Regions from separate parts of the Mus musculus genome. Here region 2 is linked to region 1. Evidence: chromatin contacts called from public HiCAR-type data. All regions are on one chromosome and are shown on one strand. The core of a region is the stretch at or near the end of the contact, and the rest is flanking DNA. Distances in the headings are between cores, read along the strand shown.

Region 1 (5,973 bases), core at 2,068-4,567:
TGCTCCCATGGGCAGAAAATGGAATGGGAGGGGCTACCTTCCAGGGGAGCTGACACTCAGGGTCTGTCTCAGAGTGTGGCTGGACTTACCAAGACAGACAGACTGAGCATCTTGAGGCAAAGCTGGGTGCAGTAAAAGACATAAATTATCTCACAGGAGCAGCAATTCCCATAGGTAGAGAAGGCAAGGGAGAAAGAAGAGCAGCCACAGCCAGAAGGTGGGAGCTAAGGCTTAACCAGCTTGCACAGGACTTCCTGAGAAGCTAGAGACCTGGAGTTCCATCTGTACACAAGGGGGAGCCAGCGAAAGGTTGCTTGGCTTGTGTAAGTAACTACAGCAAACTCCACCAAACAGAAACCTTTCCTTCTAAAGTGAACAGGGCAGTATGCAGCATCACTAACTGGGGAATGAACCTGGAACCAGAATCTTGGCATCCTCCAACCGGAAACCCTGTCCTCATGGAAACAACTGCATGGTCACCTAGCAACCAGCAACCTGAGTTATAAAGTTCTGGGGTGTATGTGTGTGTGTGTATCGTGAACATTTCATAGAAGTAGAGTGATACAACCACTTTGTTTGCTTTCCTAACTTAACACCGATATTTGTATCAGTACTGATTTTTAATGACTAAATAATATTCTATTGTATGCAGATAACACACTCTTTATTCATCTGGTGGTGGAATTTGTGCTTTTTTTTTTAACATTTGTCTATTGTAAATAGTTCTGCTTTGTAACATATGTATTTGTCTAAGTCTAAACTTTTTACCTACCAGTGAAAGTTCTGGATAATATGGAAATTCGGTTTTATTTTTTATAAACCACTAAATGGCCTGCTACACTGGATTTGAAACCCTTTTGCATTCTCTGTAGTGTGCGTTCCTAAGCAGGTGATGACTGAAAAGAATGAGGTAGTTAAGTGGCCACTCAAGATGTCTAGATGAACGACGGCCACACTGAGCCAGGACCAGGGAGTGGGATACAGGGACATGCAAAATGAAGAACACATAGAGACAGGAACTGCAGGAAAAGAAGAGTCAGAAATGGCCTGAGGCTTCCAGCTATAGTGGTTCAATCATTCAGGAAGTTAGAGCACAGAACAAGAAGTTACAAGGGCTGATTTGGAAAAACAGCATATCTTAAAGATGATCACTGGGCCATGAGGAGTCTCGGGCATGTGATGAGGAGGAGTTCCAGGTTTACCAGGGATTAAGACAATGAGGGAGGCTGAAGATGTGCAGTACAGAGCAGCTGAGTAGGGGAGACTTAGAACGAGATAACGGGCCCCAGATGGCAGTTGAGAGAAACTTGCAAGCAGTGCAAGGTAAATTGTGATCAGAGAATGAGAGGGATTGCAGGAGAGCTGTGGCTGAGTTTATAAGAACCAAAAACAAGATGGATGGGTTATTTATTGGAACCTCCTCTAGACAGGCTGGGTGCTAAGTCATGGTTAGTGTCTCCATGAGCAAAGCACTCAACAGAACTCCTCTCGTTTAGACTGCCACGCTCTGAAGCCTCTCTATGAACGCCATGTTTACAAGTATCATCAGCTTTTCCCTAGGGGAGTTGTGCACGGCATTATTTCTCATTTCTGGTTATATTGTGAGACTTAGGCAAGTCAACTTGCTGAACGCTCCGTGCTTGTGCTGGCAGTGAGGCTCGGGGCTGCTCCTCTGCTGTCCCAGCCAGGCTTCCTTCTGAAACTGCCTTCCTTGCTTCCGTCTTCTGTAAGGCATTTCCTGGGGGCTGCTTCTGGTAAAGACAGGATCCCAATTCAAGGAATCCAATGTACTTAGATATTTAAAGTATAACTATGAGCAGGACTATTCCATTCTTTTTATACTCAAGGTTCCAATACTACGTTGTCTTGTGGATTTCACTTACGGTTTTATAAAAACAGTTTATCCATTTACAATAACATCTTAACGAAGAAAAATATTTTGTTCTCTAATCGTTAGTTTACAAGGGTTTAGTATATTTAATTACTTTGGTTATGGGTCTGTTTGGTTTTTTTGTCTTTTGCTGAAGGATACGTGTGAGCAGTATTAGCCTCTCTTAATTTTCGTTAACACGGTATTAATTTAATAGGCGGGAAGTCAGTTGGCAAGTGTCTGTTCCGTTAGATGGAATAACAAGGTACCATGGAACGCCACGAGCATTTGCTTTCTTTTCTCAGCAGTGTACATTAAAATCCAACATAAGCATGTGTGTGAACAGTATTCACAGGGCTTGTGACACATTGTTTCACACAGATTGACACATCACTTCCTCTCCCGGCCCCCCCATCCACACCTGCCTCCCCTTCCTCCAGTGATCGCCAGACTGACTCCCATCACCTTTGAACTCGAAAAATCCCGAGGAGGGTTTCTCTGCAAATTTGCTGCTGCTTTTTCCCCGGGGCAGAAGGCAATTAATTCAACTTAAAAAATCCTCCTCTTCAAATTCCTTCTGGACTCCGATAAGCTAAAATCCTGTTTATGTAAACAAAAGTGCTTAATTAATCAGAGCATGTGATAATGCCAAAAGGAACTGGGAAGATTTCCTGCTACCATTTCAGACGTCACAATCGGACGGTGTGTGATGGGGCGTCCCTGAAGATGCCAGGTTCCTCCAAAAGGCAGCGGCATTAACTCTTCTAAGGCTTTTATTTCGCTTCAAACTATCTCACTGTAAATTACAAATGAAGCGCTGTACAAATTCATTAGAGAATGGCTCGTTTACGGTGGGAAATGAAAGCACAACCAGCAGAGGCCAGACCTTCTACCCTTTACACTGGAAAAGAAGCTTAACTTAGGCAGACACAAAATACAAAGTGGTGGCAAAAAGGCTCTTCCATCATATTTGACACTGGTGTGGAATGGAGTGGTTGTCTCTGGTACAAAAGTTTCTCGCTGTATGCAGTTGGCTATAATTCCTCTAGAGTTCTCGCCAGCTGAGGTCTTCCCACCCACAGAGCCGTGATTTTACAGTATTTGGCTACAATCCCTCATAGAACGACTCACTTCCTCAGATCTCCTGCCGCTGCTCTTCAGCAGTCTCCTTGAAAGTGTTCCTTTCATTTCCTTCTTAGAATCTGTTCTTGCTACTCTCAAACCTCTAGGACTTCTCAGTCACGACTAACCTACGTTCACTTTTCTTGCCTTTCACGTGAGCTCCAGTGCTGTTAGGGCCTGTGGGGTATTTCTACCTTATTAGGGAGACCCCAGTATAAATGCAATATGTCTCAGAGAATTGTAATTTACCTTTACAAACACACAGCCTGACCTCTGTATTTGATCAGCATCATCATCCCTCCGGTTACATAAAGCTTTGGACTCTTGCATCATCCTGAACGTAACCATAGTTTCATGTGTTGTTTTCTAAGTTGTCAGTATATATACCATTTATTTATCTGCGTCTGAAGTTTTAGGTCTTTAGTTTATGCCTTAATGTGGCTCAGCAAACATGGATGCCCTACCTCCTAGGCTCCCTACCTTCTCCCATACAGTACTGATAAAGCAAGTGTTACTATAACAATATCTCCACCACAAGCTTTGTATCAGGCAGAGAGCCAGCCATTGCCAATTATCTCCATGACTTCAGCTCTAGACACTGGCAGTACCTGGGAGCTAAACAGTGCCATCATCGGGAGATTAAATTTGCTTTGATGTTTCTACCATGACAATAGCATATCAGAGGTGAAATGGGTATCTGATAGGAACAGAATGGTCTCTAAGCCATCAAGATTTAAGAATTACTTGGTAACACACACACAAAAACCTATATGGTACAGAGATCCCTTAACTATAAGAATGATTCAGAACATGAAAACAACAAAGATAAAGACGGCACTGCCCCTCTATGCATGACTTGGGTAGGATCAGCCATAAGTTGCAACCTCTGAGGTCCCCGCTCCTAGTGTAGAGTCCACCTGAAGCTGGGAAGACCAGGCTACCGACAGTTATGCAGCTACCCTATTCTGACTTCACATTCGCTAGGCACCTTCAGAGTGCAATCCCAAATCTCCATGTTGGAAGAGAATGCCTGGGAATGGCTAAGACAAGGTCTACTGGCTGATTTTGTGTGTCTACTTGATACAAGCTGGAGTTATCACAGAGAAAGGAGCTTCAGTTAGGGAAATGCCTCCATGAGATCCAGCTGTAAGGCATTTTCTCAATTAGTGATCAAGGGGGAAAGGCCCCTTGTGGGTGGGACCATCCCTGGGCTGGAAGTCTTGGTTCTATAAGAGAGCAGGCTGAGCAAGCCAGGGGAGGCAAGGCAGTAAAGAACATCCCTCCATGGCCTCTGCATCAGCTCCTGCTTCCTGACCTGCTTGAGTTCCAGTCCTGACTTCCTTGGTGAGGAACAGCAGTATGGAAGAAAAGCTGAGTAAACCCTTTCCTCGCCAAGTGCTTCTTGGTCGTGATGTCTGTGCAGGAACAGAGACCCTGACTGAGACACAAGGGTTCTGTCTGTATGTCTGCACTTCTCACTGTAAACAAACAATGTGGCATTCTGATCTTCCCAGCCTCAGGAAAGTGGCTCAGGCAAGTCTATCCAAGAGAGACAGATCTGCGCTGTGAGTTCTGACATCTCACTTCCGAGTTGGCTAAGCTAACTAGCCGACTTAGATAGACTCCTATTACTAAGGCAAGGAGCACCAAATCCCTGTGAACCCCCCAAAGAGTGTTTATAACAAACCCCGAAGAGTATTTTATAATGCTAAATGTACGGAACAGCATTTACAGCCCAGATTGTTTTGAGTGAGCTGAGTGCCATAAATGAAGAAGTGATAAGTAACTATCCACCGATCAAAGGAATCCTTATTATTTGAGGAGCTGGAGGGGAGAATTCTACCTCCATTGGCTCCCCACCACCATCACAGGGATATAAACAAGGGTTTAAGGGCCAGTACCTCATCTAAATGCTTTGTATTTTAATCCCAGGGATTAATCCTCCAGTGAGTGTTGAGAAATTATCTCCCTAGTTTTAACTCTTTCCCTCCTCGAACTGGTAGCCTTGTACTGTTACAAAGACCTTCCAGCAGCAAGCAGCAAGGGTAGTGAGGAGAGAAGGCACTCTCGCTAATCAATTCTAAGAGTCCAGCGGAGCCACATTAACTTATTTGGAAATTTTTAAGCAACAAAATGAATTACTTCTGCTACTTCTAAATAATTAGAATGCTTCCTATTGTGCCTTATGGTTTTTAAAATAATTACAGCAAGTCAATAATAGTCATTTAAAATGTAATGAATTGATGGCTAATCTACGCATCCATTCAATCATTCAGCAAGCATTTGCTTATCGCATACATTCAATTATTTTCATACTCTGGATTAGTCTGCAAATATTTGGGTTTCTGCCATTTTGGGTTTCTAATGGGAGGCTTCAGTCTCTAAATATCCAAAGCGAGACTCATCACATCTTCTGGCATAAATCTGTCCATTTCCTTGCACTCCCCATGCCAGGGAACAGAAGCACAGTACAGAGTCAGACTCCCGTCTCACGGCCCCTGCCTGTCCTCCGCCCTTCACGTCCGGTGATTAATTGCTGTAGCTTTGCTTCCTGTTATCTGCCAAGCCTGTCTCCTTGCTCACTGTTCTGGACAGGGCACACTTCCTTCCCAGAGAGCTGCAGTGGCCCCGCACTGATGTCTCCTGTCTCTGACCACCCCTCCTTCCTGTCTCTTCTGTATTAGGAATGGAGTTATCTTGTTAAAGTCTATCCAGCTCTCTCACCACACACACACTGATCCTTCTAGTTCTTTTAGTTCAATTCAATTCATGAGCACAGTGATAAAAAAGTATAAAAGACCCAAATCCACTATGTGAAATGCAAGATTTAAAGACCGCTTTCCAGCCTCCCCTCCTGGGATTTGACCACGTGTATCCAGTCACAACAGCCTCTGTAGATTTCTCTATAACTTCCCCACCCCACCCCCGACCCCCCAGCTTCACTTTACAGATCCAGAGACTTCCCCAACTTCAATAGTCAA
Region 2 (5,973 bases), core at 1,824-4,323, 450 kb before region 1:
TTCATGAATTGAAGAAAATAAATGTGTTCAGAAGTTCCATCCTGTTGAAAGGAAGAACACATTCCTTTTGTTTCAGGAAGAGGGAGCTGGCAACGAAGTGGCTGCCAGCGGGGCTCAGCACAAACAGAGTTTTCGCACAAAATTGGAGATCAAGAACTATTGATTGGCCCTTGTGAAAATGGAGGGCTGAGCGGGAAAAGCGCCACAGAGCCACACTGCTCTTTTGATGGTGCCAGCTCCTATAGGAACTGGGCTGTAAGCCCCAGGGACTGGCAGCAACGCTTTGAAACCATGGCTTTAGAGCTTGGTGGAACGGCACAGGACTAGGAGTTCCTTTGGGGGTGACTAGTTTTATTGTACTGCCACTCTTAATATTAGCATTAATGGTGCTGCAGTGGAGAGCAGTGAGAGCAGTGGCCTAGCTCGGGGAGAGGAGCCTTCCCTTCTAGCTGGTTGTCCCATGGTTGGGAAGCAGGGTTACTCTACATTCTACAGGTGGAAGGAGGATGAGCCCCAACAGACACAGAGCAGGGCAACGAGTGAGCACATTTATTTTATTTATCGGAGCAAGCTACTGTGCAGGTGATGCCTATGCATTTAGCAAAGAAAAGAGCCTATCCCCTGTAAACATGCATTTGTGGGTCCTAGTTGGCATAATAAAACAGCTGAATAATATTAAGGAACATTAGTTTATAGTAACAGTTTAATTATGTATTTATTTTACCGAGGCTTCTATTTACATAATGATAATGGTTAAGAGACAGAAGTTAGCATCATCAGGCCAGAAGTGTGACACTACTAAGAGAGCGTTTGCCTGGTTATAATGCTGTTGCCTTTCCTGACCACTGTGACCACTGATAAAGGTATTGTCCTCTAGAAACTTTTGGACCCCTAACTTGGGGACCATGGAATTAAAATTACCCTACTAGACACCACAGGATGTTAGAGAGAGAGGGAGAGAGAGAGAGAGAGAGAGAGAGAGAGAGAGAGAGAGAGAGAGAGATGGAGATGCTAGGGATGTGCTATGTCTTTCAGAGTTGCTGGTCATTGAGGCAGTGAGGTCCCATAACCCCTTCCACCTTCCCAAATACTACCAGGTATTGTCAATATTCTTTGTTACCAACCAGAAGTTGAGAACAAGAACATATTGGTGAATACCATATACCTGAGTGACAGAATATGAGGAAATCAAGCTGGTACTGGCCTGGAAGCTTCATCCCTACTGGTTAGACTTCACAGTACACACTAATGTAGGGGAAAAGCACCCATCAGTCTTATCCAGCTGGGAACCCTGTGGGCTACAGTAACAACAGGCTTGGCAAGGCACGGCCACTGGTTCAACAGTGGCATGACTCTCATGGGAATAGCCAATGACTCTCTGACTAGCTTTAAGCCCTACTCCAGAAGATAAACCCATACCTGGTACAATTCCTGGGTCAAGAACCTGTGGGTTGCTATGTCATAAACCTTGGGCAGAACTTACTACTGCTGTTCTGCTAAATGAACACAGTACTAAACAGACTCATTATTATGCTGGCATATTAATTGTCTCTTGAGCCACATTGGAGAAGTATGTTTTGAGTAGATGGTGATCAACACATAGACCCACAACCGGTCAAGGTACACAACTGGTCAACAGAACCATTATATTGCCTCCTCATAAAACTTAAGTATCCTTGAGGAGGGGGGGACTGAAAGAGTTTATGAGCCAGAAGTGGTAGGTAGCTACAAGACACAGCAGGGCAGCTATACACGGGCACTCAAAGCTGCTGTGATAGCCTGTGCAGGACCTGTGCAGGCTCAAGACAATCCAAAGCCCAGTATGCAGAGGGGAATTGGGCATGAAGTTCCACCCCTAGCTGGGAAACACTTGGTAAAGGATAACTCTTGGGAGACAGACAGTTCTCTTTAAGAGTGTTGCCCCTGGTAAGTTGACCATGTTCCAGTGGATGGCCATGCTCCCACACATACATGGGCAGCACAAAATGGATTTGCTGTGGATAAAAATAAAGAACACAGAGCCAGATGGGTAGGGAAGGACAGACAGAACTGTGAAAAGTTGGGGGAAGGGCTAAATATGATCAAACCACATTGTGCAAAATTCTCAAAAAAAAAAAAACCCAAAAACAAACAAACAAAAAACAAAAAAACCCACCAAAAAAAAAACCCAATCAAATAAAATCAAATGAAAGGCCATGAGGTTTGTGCTCCCACAGCAGCCCAACCTCAGCACAGAACGCAGAGCATGGAGAAAAGAAAAGAAGGCTAAGAAGAGGTTTCCATCTGCCAGAACTCCATTGCCAAACATCTGGCTATTCCTCTCCCACTCCATGAGACTGCACAGACATTCAAGACCATTAACAGTCGTCCCTGGTTTCCCCCAAAGCATCCCAGGAAATGCAAAATTCATCAGACCTTGTACTGATCCTGCAAAAGAGTGAACCCAGCACAATAGGTTTCCAGGTATGAGATAAATCAAATTTTACTTCATCTGTCTCTAGGGGAGGGAGACTGGCAGAGTTCTAATCATATACATATTTAAATTTGTAATCAGACTCCTTGGGAGGACAGGCTGGTGTGTTTACTGTGAGCCTGCAGTCAGGGCTTCTGGGGACTGAGGATGCTTGGTTGTAAATCCTGTCATTTTGGTGACTTAATATTTTATATTATCATGGTATTAGCATAATTGTGACCTCTGCATTGTAGCATTTTATGTGTTTCCAGTGTAACTTTTGATACTTTACTAAAGTCAACAAAAATTCCTATTATTCCCTCTTTTAGAACACATTTGGCATGAAGTATTAAGGTTGATTTAATGTTATTAGTGCTTAAAGTGGTGTGAAATCCATGAATATACACATCCATCTCCCAGTTCACCAGCACGCCGCCATAAAACGCAAGGAGATGGGCGATAAACATTTCCTCTCCTTTTTTTCTCTTTCCCTAATTTTTCCTGCTGGAGGCTCTGCCTCTACCCAGAGGGCATGTGAGTGTTGCCAGTTCTCCCACACAGATCAATCACCTGGGCTTCCACATGCCCAAATAATAACACAACAGGAGAGCTTGGCTCAGCTGCCAGCCTCATTAAAACTATTCTCAAAGTAACAGCAAGGTTTGGGGAGCACTCTACTTGGACCAGACTCTGCATATTTTCCAAGATAATGACCAGGGAAGAAGCATTAGAGGACATAGTCCCTTTTATTTGTGATTTTGGCAAGTCACAAAAAATAGTGAGGCAAAGCTAACTGTTTCAAAGGCTGTCCAATGGCAAAGTCTTGTTTAAAACTCTTAGGGAAAAATTATTACTATGGTAAAACTACTGAGGCTTGAAGGGCTACAAGGGGGAAGTAAAGTCAGAGAGACTAAGGCACTTCGGTTTGCTGGCTTCAGGATGCAAAGTTCTTAATCAAAACAACTAGGGAAAATGGACCCTAGTGTTGGCATCCCTCGAGGGTCCTCCAGTGTTTCGCAAGCTAGTCATTAATGTGTCGCTGGGTGATACAGAATTACACAGCCTCTCTTCAGAGCTCTGGACGAACAGAGAGAAAAGTTAACTGGAAACACAGGGGTCCTGAGCTAGTGGTTTTATGATCTCTGGATTATGACTTCTTCTGGGTCATTGTCAGAGACAGTCTGGTAAGATGTTCCTTTAACCACAGCAATCGAGCGTGCCCGTTATTTAGAGGAAACAGTGTGGAGATGCACTGGAACAAGCAATGTCTCCCACCCACCACCAGATCACCTAAAAGACCAGACACATTGGCTAGGACCTTGGAAAACAAGCTGGCATTGTTAAATTCGTACATTAAACTCATAGGCAAGCAAAGGTGTCTCATTGAATTCATGCCCAGGATATTTTTATGTGGTGTTGATACCTTTCTTCAATTTCTGGGAGTCACAGAATATGGTTCATGTGAAGAAGAATCATTTAAGTCAGGACTTCTGTTTTTTAGAAAGAGACATTCCCAAATAGACTACATTTGAAAGTATTTCCCGCCAGGCAAGTGACAAAATGACTAAAGCGATACTCAGAAATGTAGATCAGGCAAACTTTTCTATTAACTATGACACAGTGGCCAAACCTCAGCACAGAAGCCCCACAGGCAAGGGTGTGGAGACAGCAAGCAAAATGCTCAACCAGAGTCCTTAAAACAGGAACGTGGGAGCTAAGATGAAAGGATGGACTATACAGAGACTACCCCACCCCGGGATCCATCCCATAATCAGCCACCAAACCCAGACACTATTGCACAATGCCAGAAAGATTTTGCTGAAGGGACCCTGTTATAGGTGTCTCGTATGAGGCTATGCCAGTGGCTGGCAAATACAGAAGTAGATGCTCACAGTCATCTATAAGATGGAACACAGGGCCCCCAATGGAGAAGCTAGAGAAAGTACCCAAGCTGCTGAAGGGTTCTGCAACCCTATAGGTGGAACAACAATCTGAACTAACCAGTACCCCCAGAGCTCGTGTCTCTAGCTGCATATGTAGTAGAAGATGGCCTAGTCGGCCATCACTGGGAAGAGAGGCCCCTTGGTATTGCAAACTTTATATGCCCCAGTACAGGGGAATGCCAGGGCCAAGAAATGGGAGTGGGTGGGTAGGGGAGCAGGGAGGAGGGAGGGTATAGGGAACTTTCGGGATAGCATTTGAAATGTATATAAAGAAAGTATCTAATAAAAAAATTTTGTATAGCAAAAAAATATGTTCAAAGTCAAAAGACAGAAGAAGGGCAGCTATGACATGGCCAGCAATCTCCCTAACACAGGAGTCTCAAAGCTGAGACAAGGTGGTTTTAAAACAAAATAGAAAATGGATGAGAAAGAGAAAGTAAAAGCTCACTTTTCAAATCACTGTCTATATATTTGAAATGTCAATTTCCATTGTGTGTTGGTGGGGATCACTCTTTGATGTTTTGGACTGCATATACATGTCATGCTTTTCAATAAAAAGTTCCTTCCTAATTAGGAAAAAAAAAACAGGAACGTGGATTATTTGTGTAGGTGCTGCATTTTAAGTTGATAGAGTAGAAACCACAACTGCTCCATGCAGATATGGATGAAGAATATCCCTAGAAACTTAAATTGGGGAATACTAAGTTGCCAGTGGAAAAGGTATCGCTTTTCTCCTCCCCCTGACCCTTAAGTGCCATTAAAGTGTGATCAAGGTTGTGCTGGAATCCTGACATCCAGAACTGCAGGATTAATATTTATTTGCTTCTACTTCTTATTCTAATGATAACTCTCTACTTAATTGGCCTAGTTAATTTATGAAATCAAATCTAGATCAGTGAAATTGACAAGTAGTCATCGCTGAAAGAATATTACAGTTTAAAAGCACCGAGGATAACAGTATAAATGATATATGTTATGCTATTAAGTGAGAAACCATAGAGTGAATTACAATGAGCAGAAAAGGAATGCATTTTATTGTTTTCGAAACCACGTTTTTATGTGATGTACAAACTTTCTGTCGAATGGCCAATCTTGACAAGCTGATTTCTTTTTCTGAAAGCCCATATCTATATTGGGATAGAAATCAATAGTGTGATAGAAAGGAGGGAAAGAGTACCTGGGACACTGGCTCAGAAGTATCGTCATTACGCCTTCATGTCAGTCTGAGTGGAGTCTTGGCTGTGCCTCTAGAAGCCTTTAGTGCTTCACTAAAACCACCTAGCCTCACAAATGGCAGCCGAGGCTGTCTCCACAGCTCCAAATGACGGAGGTGACGGTGCTGGGAAGCCACCTAGGCAGGGAAGGCATCTGGGCAGCTGTCACAATTTATTTCCCTCTGGTCCATGCCCCCTCTGGTGGCTGAATGCCAGGGTAAAGTGTCACAGTGTGGAATTGCTTCCCTCTGGGGGAAGAGATGCATGCATCATTTTCTTTTCCTCTCCGGGGGCCACCTGAATCTCCTCAGGCAGATCACTTTATCTATGGCTCCCACCTTCCTAACAGAACAGGGGACACATT

What was found. HiCAR-type assays count read pairs that join an accessible place to other places.
Region 2: a contact with region 1 is called in a HiCAR-type map of astrocytes, with 2.5 times the contacts expected there. The contact joins two enhancer-like sites. A contact is called at or near these places in 1 of 484 Hi-C or Micro-C datasets (nephron progenitors) and 1 of 115 datasets of contacts at active chromatin or transcription factors (astrocytes).

Annotation. Positions count from the first base shown.
Region 1 is chr12:53,295,480-53,301,452 of GRCm38.p6, reverse strand. The region is part of intron 1 of Npas3 (neuronal PAS domain protein 3); the gene reads right to left. Gm51419 (a long non-coding RNA gene) reads right to left here. Exons shown (of 2, transcript XR_003950183.1): 2 at 1-5,973. 1700030L22Rik (a long non-coding RNA gene) reads left to right here. Exons shown (of 2, transcript XR_003950182.1): 2 at 1-2,729. Among named protein-coding and RNA genes, the nearest start is that of 1700030L22Rik, 19 kb to the left of the region's middle. Within about 2 kb of position 3,317, at least 32 of the 459 cell types and tissues checked have an H3K27ac peak or open chromatin away from gene starts, as enhancers often do. A contact at or near this core is called in astrocytes, where this site is marked.
Region 2 is chr12:53,746,676-53,752,648 of GRCm38.p6, reverse strand. The region is part of intron 4 of Npas3 (neuronal PAS domain protein 3); the gene reads right to left. Among named protein-coding and RNA genes, the nearest start is that of Gm35614, 82 kb to the left of the region's middle. Within about 2 kb of position 3,073, at least 13 of the 459 cell types and tissues checked have an H3K27ac peak or open chromatin away from gene starts, as enhancers often do. A contact at or near this core is called in astrocytes, where this site is marked.